2 separate regions of the Mus musculus genome follow, and region 1 is linked to region 2. A link is a contact called in public HiChIP or PLAC-seq data. All regions are on one chromosome and are shown on one strand. Each heading gives the region's core, a stretch centred on a gene start, on an enhancer-like site or on the middle of the called end of the contact. The rest is flanking DNA. Distances are from core to core; before and after follow the strand shown. Region 1 has its middle 36 kb from the start of Gm15762. Region 2 holds the start of Mrps35 (mitochondrial ribosomal protein S35).

Region 1 (4,790 bases), core at 1,412-3,911, 710 kb after region 2:
TGGATCCCATATTTCTTTCAAACATGAAATGAACACAAAAGTCAAAGTTTAAATCAATCAATCAATCAATCAATCAATCAATAAACCAATCAATCAATGCCATGATGACAAACAAGAGCTTTAACTATCTGCTTAAAGTTTTTACCTAAAGCCTCCTCTCCCCTGTATCTCCCTCTCTCTTACACACACACACACACACACACACACACACACACACACACACACACACAGAGCTATGTCCCCCGCCAGATCCTCAACTGAAAGTCTGGGTCTCTAGCAGCCAAAATACACAACTTAGCCATCACTATGGTTCACACTGTGTGGCTCTTTTTGATTTATTGCTGTTGTAAAAGGGGACTGGGTGTTGGACTGTGGCGATTGGTGATTTGTTCCTAACTATTAAGAAAAAAGAACTAACTTGACAGATTCATTCCTCAGGTCAAGCAGAAATTGCAAGTGTTCTCCCTCTTCATGTGGGGTTTGAATAAAGACTGGAGAGATGGTGTGAAGAAGAGATGGGGAGATAGAGTGGGCCTGGGAGATGTCCCCACCTGGTCTTAAACACACAGCTTGGGGGACTAGAGATCAATGGCAGGCATTTAAGACTTTTGCTGCTCAATTTAAGAACATTTCTAAGAAACCACTTAAGTTCCCATTCTCTTTACACTTTTCCATTCTGGGAAGGCTCACTTGGAGCAGGCTTTCCACCAGGACTTGACAACAGTGTACCCGCTGACTCCGTGGGCATGAGAGGCACTATGGAGACAGGGACTCAAATCAGCTCCCCAAAACTCTGCAGGAGTGAGAGATGCACAGGGCTCTCCTCTGTGTGTGCTAGCTCTCAGAAACACAGAGCAGAATACCAATACTTCGTCTCTCCTGAAGGCTGTCACATCTGAGCAAGGAGGTGTAGGTACCACCACTCCATCTTGGTGTTCGGAAAGAAAGTCTACATGATCTGTTTTAAATTACTTGTTAAAGATAAACTTTTCTTAAGATCTCTCCTTAAAAAAAGATACAGAAAGAGTCTTGGGCACAAGATTGCCTTGCTTCAACCCTGAATAGTGTCAAAGGGTTCTTCACCCTGGAAAACTAACCTATCCATCCTTACTCAGAATCAACAGCCTTGTAGACAGGAGATTGGGGTGGGTATCCTCCCTCTGCTGTTCTGAGTTGCAGCAAGCTTTAGACCTGCCTTAAAACATAGTCATCTCACTGACAGTCAGGAGTATACATCTCTGTCCATGTAACAGGTTTTCCATGTAGCACGTGTGTGTGTGTGTGTGTGTATGTGTGTGTACATGTGCATGTGTATGTGTGTGTACACGCTCATGTGTGTGTGTGCATCTACACGTGTGTACATGCATGTGCTTGTGTTCATGTGTGTGCATGTATGTGTGTGTGCACACATGCATGTATATGTATGTGCATACATGTGTGTGCATGCACTTGTGAGTGTGTGCATATGTGCATGCACATGCATGTGTATGTGTGTGCAAGAGTGTGTACATGTGTGTTTGTGTGTCTGTGTGTGTGCTGAGAGATGGAAAGGGCCTTTTACAGTGTACAGGGAGTCATGGTTTTGGCAGAGTTGGAAGTAACAGCATGCACACTGCAGAGCTAAGTCAACACTACTGGTAAAATGAAGCTAGAACTTAACTCTCCCTGGGAAGAAGGGACACTGCTTCCATGTACTATGTGACTGCAGAACTAGCCCTTTACCTGCATGTGACCATGACATCAGTGCTGCCATTTTCTTTCCAGAGTGTTGTCCGTGGTTTGTATGTTGTAAATGGCTTCAAGTCCAGAAATTACTCCCGTAGGATCTGCTCCCTCTAGAGGGACTTTGCAAGGTGGCTTTGGAGCACTGGAAAGTCTTTCTGGTAGAATATAGCACTTCTTTTCATGATCCAGACCTTGGCCAAGGGGAAAAAAATCAAATGTAGAAACTATTTATAGCCATGCCCCCTAGTTTTTGAGATAATAAACACACAGGTGTGTTGTTGGGAATTCTTTGATATGAAGGCAATGCTTAACGGCTTGAACTGCCATCCTAACTATAGCTGGTGATGTTTCTCCTCGAGACAGTGAATGCCCAAGTTCTGTTAAGCTGCTTCTCTGATGGCAGAGGCCCTGTGCAAAGTGGCTGCCCTCAGAGACCCTGGATTTTCTGACCCAGATGCGCTGCATCCCTTCAGCCACACACCTGCTTTGAATAACAGCGCACCCCTGGATTTTCCAGGTGGTGATTTTTATTGCTTTCCAAAGCATGAAATTTGAACTTGACTTTTCCCTGATGTCAGATTAGCAAACATGCCATAACAGTGAGCTTTTAAAATAAAGTGGCTATTTCTGGTGGTCACACATATTTTAAAAGCCCATTAGAAGTATATAGAAAAATTTCTAAAAAGCAGAGAGGGGAGTGTTGGATATTAAAGGTTTCAACTAGTCTTTTCTCTATTAAAATATTAGGTGTAGACTGGCTTACATATGAGCCAATGTTAAAACCACACATCTAACAACAGAATAATAAGCTGCGTAGAGACAGGGCTTCCTCACCTACTTCCCCAAGAGACCCAGGATCTGTTGTATTGGAGGAGGGCACAAGGCAGAGCTGCGTGGTGCAGGGTCTCCCCTCGCTGCTTCAGTGTGAGGTCATTTCACTGTGTGTCATAGAATATAACTCAATTCTCATAAACTCCTAACCTATTTTAGTGAACACAGGCAATTAGAAGCAAACCACCCCCCAGGCTGAGATTTTACCCGGTACCTAATTTTTACCAAGGCTGAAATGTGAAGCAAAGAAAATAAAACTGTTCCCCTTGTCCCGCATGCTGGTTGCCTAGGGTATAATTATCTGATTAGCTCTGGCAAACTCTTGCTTGTATGTACAAATTTGGTCTAGAGACTTCTTGCAACAGACAGCTAACTCCCTGTGTAGATGCTGCCTTTACTGCCCAGAACACAAAACTGTAGCTCTTTGCAGGTGGTCAGTGAGCAATGCACGTGTGAAGCAAGTGAAATTGTGGGGGTAAGTGGCCACACACTTACATGGTGTTTACTTCTGCTCTACATAAGTTCACAGACGTTACCGCTACAGTTCCAATCTGCCACATGAACTTCTCCACAGAAAACTCACAAAGGCATTTTGGGCCACTTCCTTAAAATTTCATCTTGATCCAGTAAATATTTAGTATTTTTATTTGTCTCTATGAAGAAATCCTGATTTCCAAAATGTTTGATTACGCTTGATGCGGCAGGGATACACACTTGTAATCCCAGCACTTGAGAGCTAAATCTTGGCTAATAATGTGTGCAGATCCCGTCTGGGTAACTTGGGAGTTGTTTAAAAATATATAAATTAATAAATACTGAGACATTTTACTGTCTTGTCAGTTGGACAGGAGTGTGAAATGTAATGCCTTTTCATCTCTTGCGTTTAACTGTTTCAGTTTGCAATTAAAAACAAAGATTCAGGGAGACGAGGGCTGGAACAGCCGTCAAGACCACCAGTCACCACATCCAATGTTCTCATCATCCAGGGCTGCCTCTCATAGTAAAAACATGGTACAGTTTGTATCAGATTTTATTGGTCTTCCTACTGAAACTGAGAACTACATTATAGGGGTGATTGCTAATTGGACTAGAACTACAGCCTCCCCATTCTTTACTGATTCCCAAGCAAATTTTGTCCTTTTCTAAAGAATGTCAAAACAGAAATAATGAATCCATCTCACATAAGCATGTGGCCATTGTCTAGACTTCTAAGAAGTTAAGACAATGTGCAGTTTCAAACGCTTTCAGTAGAGGAAATAAAATTATGTCACCCTTTTTTTCTTCTAGGTAGGAAAATTCTGTGAACTTAAACATGAGTCATCTAAAGAGTTATTAACTGAATGTCTAGGGTCACAGTTCTGTGATAAAATACTTGCTGGGCTTTTCTGAGACTCCATGTGTTCCATTCCCAGCACAGCATTAAAAGAACTAAAACAAACAAACAAACAAACAAACAAACAAAACCCAGCTTATCATCTTGAGCTTAATTTAATCTTTTTGAGACAGGGTGTCAGGTAGCTCAGGCTGGCCTCACACTCATTCACCATGGAAGCCAGAAATGGCCTTGTGATTCTCCTGCATCTGTACGAGCTAGGCAAGCAATCCAACACAACTCTTAATGTTTGTATTAACGAAAGGATCACAAGAAGCTACATTTTAATGAGACAATTACTAACATGCCTTGGAGCCAGAGAACTTTGTCATTAGTATCATATACTATCATTACCCAGCATTCATGGGGGCTCCTAGTATTGATGCTATTCAGTAATCAAATGGTTAAGAGAATTTGCACTTCTAGGACTTGTGTGGTTGCTAAAATGATTTACTTCTCTGACAACGTGAAAGAAGTTTGATCTGCCAGGCTTAAGATAATAATTCCCTTAAGATAATAATGCTCTAATTTCCCAACATAAATGTTGTTTGTAAGGTAGGGGTATTAAAATGGAGACAAAAATAATCGGAGGACCACCATGACTCTGGAGCATACACACACACACACACACACACACACACACACACACACATGCACATACATACACACCATGAAAAATAATAACATGTAGTTAGTTATTTAGTAGAGGAAATGGTGAAAAATGCCCTACTTGGAGGAGGTTTGCTAATGTTAAGAGAGAAAGCTCTAATAGCCTCCCACTGCCAAGGCTGCCTGGGTCACTTCTACCACACTCCAACCGTGTGGTGTGGAGGAAGTTGGCCTCACTGAGAAACATCTAGAA
Region 2 (4,781 bases), core at 1,651-4,150:
CAATTCTTTAAGGGATTTTGTGTGTGTGTGTGTGTGTGTGTGTGTGTGTGTGTGTGTGTGTGTTTCCTCTTTAAGGGCTTCTAGCTGGTTACCTGTGTTCTCTTGTATTTCTTTAAGGGAGTTGTTTATGTCCTTCTTAAAGTCCTCTATCATCATCATGAGAAGTGATTTTAGATATGAATCTTGCTCTTCTGGTATGATGGTGTATCCAGAACTTGCTATGGTGGGAGAATTGGGTTCTGATGATGCCAAGTAACCTTGGTTTCTGTTGCTTATGTTCTTGCGCTTGCCTCACGCTATCTGATTATCACTATTGCTACCTGCCCTCCTAATATCTGACATGAGTCTGTCCTTGCTGTGATCCTGGTTGTGTCAGAACTCCTCAGAGTTCAGCTGTCTCTGTGATCCTGTGATTCTGTGATCCTGAGATCCTGGATATGTCAGAGCTCCTGGGAGTCAAGCTGCCTTAGGGACTCTGAGATGTTGGTGTGACCAAGCTCCTGGGATCCTGGGCGTGTTAGAGCACCTGAGAGTGGAGCTACTTCTGAGTGTTGTGGGACTGGCTGTGGATTCAGCACCCAAGGTCTGCTCAGGGCACCTCTGATTCTTTGATCCAGAGCTTATTAGAGTGCCTGGGAGTGGAGCTTCCTCTGGGTGTTGTAGGACTGGCTGCAGAGTTTGTGTCCAAGGTCTGTCTAGGGCACTGACTCAGACTGGAAGAAACCTATGTCACTGGTCGGGCAGAGTTCCTGGGTGCCTGGGTCCCAATGGTCTCAGTTACGTCCAGTGTTGGGGCAGATGTTGTATCCTCCTTACTTCTGATCCTATGATCCTGGGCTTATTTATTTATTTTTCCTTTTTTAGGACAATCACTGGGTAACTTGTAACTCACTACATAGACCAGGCTGGCCTCCAACACACAGAAAACCACCTGCCTATGCCTTTTGAGTTAAAGGCATGTGTTACCATGCCCAATGGAGAGCCTTTTTTTTCTTCTTTTAAAGGTTATTTATTTATTATGTATGATTATTTTGCCTTCACGAATGTCCTTGCACCTCATGCATGCCTGGTACCTGTGAAAGCCAGAAGAGGGCATTGTAGCTGAAATTACAGATGATTGTGAAGCACCATATGGATGCTGGGAATTGAACTAGGGTCCTCTAGAAGAGCAGTTACTGCTTTTAAGTGCTGTGCCACCTCTCCAGTCTTCCCTCCCCAACACATATGCACGTTCTTAACTCCATCTCATGATGTAATCAGTGCTGTTCTGGTGACTGAAGCGGCTGCATGCTCTCTCCCTGCCTGGAGATTGGTACTTTATCTGGAAACAGATGAGCTTTGTTCACATGCTTTTTAAAAAGAACTTAGTTTTTATTGAAAATTATCCCTCATATTAACCTAGGCTTCAAATTAGTAAACGACCATTAAAAAAAGAAGGCTTAAAGTTTTTCAATTGTTCTACCCAGAATTACCTATGTAATCTGTAGAGATCAATGAAAACTGAAAATGTGGAGTCCCCTTGCAGAATTTAATAAGAACATAAGCCACCAGTGGATGATTGTACTTCCAAAGCCTTTCCAGCTGAAAAATTACAGTTTAGAAACTTCTGCTGGCAAACTAATACATGCTTTATACTGTAAACCATCTTTGCTTACTGATACTTTATAAAGGAGTTACTTGTAAAGATGATTTTTAATCTGTGTGTGTGAGCCATAGGACTGTGCACATGACTGCAGGTGCTCATGGAAGCCAGAGCCTATGAAGCAAGAGCTACTTAAGGTTATGGGCCTTTCTGCACTGGTCTAAGGAATCCAGTTCTGGTCCACCGCAAAAATAATACATGAAAAGACAAGGTCAAAATTTAAACTCGAACAATCTAGTTCAAAAGGCCACTTGAACAAACAAACAAAGTGGTAGGGGTGCAGCCACACTGTGCCATTGTGTTGTCCCCTCATCCCCCAAGGCCTTTGCCTCTGGTGCTTGTTACTTTCTCTGTTGGATGGCAGTCATTTAAGAAGTATAACGGCATTGGGGCATGATGGTGCATGCCTTTAATCCCAGCACTCGGGAGGCAGAGGCAGGCGGATTTCTGAGTTCGAGGCCAGCCTGGTCTACAAAGTGAGCTCCAGGACAGCCAGTGCTACACAGAGAAACCCAGTCTCGGAAAAAAACAAAACAAAAAAACTATAAAGACTGCTAAAATGTTAAAGCCTTACCCCTGGAGTTTAACCCTCAGAACCTAGGTGGTGATGGGATAGAACCAAAGAACTAATTCCCTTAAACTGTTCTCTTACTAGTGCACACACACACACACACACACACACACACACACACACACACACACACACACACAGAGTAATTAAAAGCTAGGTGTTATGCTATATTCCAGCAATTGGGAGACTAGAGCAGCATGATTGTAAAGAAAGAGAAAGGGCAGAAGGAGAAGGAAGAAAATGGAACAAAGAAAAAAATGGGCTGAAGAGGTGGAGAGGTGGTGCATTGATTAAGCAGGGACTACTCTTCCAAGGGACTAAGGTTCGGTTTCCAGCATCCACGAGGAAGCCCATTATTTCCCTAACTCCATGTCCGCTGCTGGCGCAGTGAGCAATACAGGCACATGGTGTGCTGATATGCAGGAAAACACCGATATACATAAAATATACAAATAAACGGGAAAGGAGAAAAACGTCTTAGAGCAGCCATTAAAACAAACAAACAAACAAACAAACAAACAAACAAACAAACAGGCCAGTAGACGTAGACTGTGAGACTTCTAGGTCAGAGTCCCCATCATTCCACAACAGTCAACCAAGAGCCACAGCTCCACTATCCCTTTGCCCAGTGCTCTTCCGTTCCCAGGTTACACACTTCCGGTCCCGCCCCCTCCCGGCGGTGCTTGTCCGCTCCGGCTCGCCGTCCTTTATCATGGCGGCCGCCGCGCTGCAGCTGAGGCAGACCCTGTGCCCGGGAGCGCGCGTCCTGCGCACCTTCTCCTCGGTCGCCAGCCCCGCGGCTCCGAGAGCCGGCCCGCGTGAGTGTGGGTGCGTCGCTGCGGGCTGGGGGGCGGGGAGAAAGGAGGCCGTGCGCTCCGTGACCTTCCTGTGTTTTTCTGGAGGTCGTCGCGCATTTCCACGAGTGCGTTCGCTGAGCCCGGCACACCGCAGGGGTTCGGGGCGCACTGTAGTGTGAGAGGCGGTGCAAGCGTGGGGCTGGAGGGAATGCAGCGATGGGAGCCGCGTGCAAGAGTGGGCAGCAGGAAAGGCTCGGCCAGGAGCGGGCACCTGCCCACCAGGGCCTTCCCCGCCGCCTCTCCTGCAGGGCATGCTTCTTCCTTCCGCGCTCGCTCTCCTGCAGACCTGCTCACAGCACGTCGTGCCTTTCCACTCCCTTGTTGAAAATCCACAAATGGTTTCCGGGCAAATTATAGATTACTTAATACATCATAGTGGCTCCTCATAGTCCTAAGATGTGTCTATCCCCAAGTTTTCGCTCTTTTATTCTCTTAAGTGTGTTAGGCAGAGTTGCAGAGGTTAGCAGTCTATCAAAGTTTTGAAGTAGCGCGTAGACACAGGTAAACGGTAACAATAAAACTTATTATCACGAAGAAAAAGAAAGCACAGTATTGAAAACGATATGCTGTTGAAGAAGTGGCTATAAGGTAGGATGGAATAGTGAGGAGAAACCTCCCAGAGGAAAAGATGTTTGAGCAGTCACGACGATTTGAGAGAAGAGCGCTGTTCTTCTCAAAGAGGTTAGACATGATCAAGGAAAAGAAAGGGACACCCGGGCCAGAGGTGTTCAAGTAAAGGGTCGAGTGGCAATCCAAGATGTCAGAGTAGTGGGCTGAGCTTTAAGGATTTGGGGGCGTTTGGTTTTGATTTGAGCTTGGACTTTGTTAGAAGTCGAGGATCACACTATAATAGAGAAGTGACATGGTTTCTACTTGTGAAGGATCTATCACTGGCATCTGCGTGGTGACTCACTTCAGCAGGGTAAGACTGCAAGACCTATTTGGAGGCTGTTGGTATTCCAAGCAAGATGATGGTAACAGTGCAGAAGGTGGTTTGGCTTATTATCGGATGTAGTTTGAGGATGAAGCCAAGTAGGATTTACTGATGGATTTGATGTAGGCCTTGAAGATAAACCCTTTCCTGAGCCGTTGGATGAGTGTTAGTGCCGTTTACAGGGATTAGAAACCCTTTGCTAAGCCTGTCTTGTGGATGCACATTAAATATGGTGACCCTCTTCAGTTGTCTGTCCTTTTTTCAATATCAGCCATACTGAGTCTGAGTTCATTTACTTGTTTCTATTTTTTGTGCTCTCTCTAATCTATAAGGTCAGATAAGAGGGGTATTTGGCAATGTGAACTAAATGCAGCTGTGGCCAGCTGTTTGGCACTGTAGGAATAAGCATCTCAGTAGCAAGCATCTCCTTGTGCTCTGAAGACTGAGTCTGATGTTGCGGACATTCCTAGTCTGCATCACTCAAGATGGGATGATGCGCATTTCTCTGTAGATTCAGCCCAAAAGTGAATAGTACCATAAAAAGCCTATAGATTGTCCCACCATGGCAGAGACTAAGAATTCCTTTAGCAGAGTTTCTGCTTCCTGAAATATACTTGCATATCTCTTCTTTACCTTCTGGCCAAGGGCATCTCTTCAGTATTTTGGAATACTCAGACTTCCATCATTGAAAGAGGAATTCCTCTTAGAAATTCAAGCAAACAAACTCCAAGTTCACTGAGGACCATGAATGTGCCAAGTCAAAGCTGAGGTACAAAG

Evidence for each region. HiChIP or PLAC-seq counts read pairs in DNA pulled down with a chosen protein or histone mark.
Region 1: an H3K4me3 HiChIP or PLAC-seq map of embryonic limb bud shows a contact between it and region 2, with 5 times the contacts expected there. The contact joins the enhancer-like site here to the promoter of Mrps35 in region 2. A contact is called at or near these places in 11 of 39 promoter capture datasets (the 3T3-L1 cell line, the HPC-7 cell line, HPC-7-derived erythroid cells and 6 more) and 2 of 115 datasets of contacts at active chromatin or transcription factors (embryonic limb bud and stem cell-derived neural progenitor cells).

Annotation. Positions count from the first base shown.
Region 1 is chr6:147,753,705-147,758,494 of GRCm38.p6, forward strand. No RefSeq gene overlaps it. Among named protein-coding and RNA genes, the nearest start is that of Gm15762, 36 kb to the left of the region's middle. Within about 2 kb of position 2,662, at least 7 of the 459 cell types and tissues checked have an H3K27ac peak or open chromatin away from gene starts, as enhancers often do. A contact at or near this core is called in embryonic limb bud, where this site is marked.
Region 2 is chr6:147,039,870-147,044,650 of GRCm38.p6, forward strand. It overlaps Mrps35 (mitochondrial ribosomal protein S35), which reads left to right and starts at 2,901. Exons shown (of 8, transcript NM_145573.2): 1 at 2,901-3,031. The coding sequence starts at 2,926.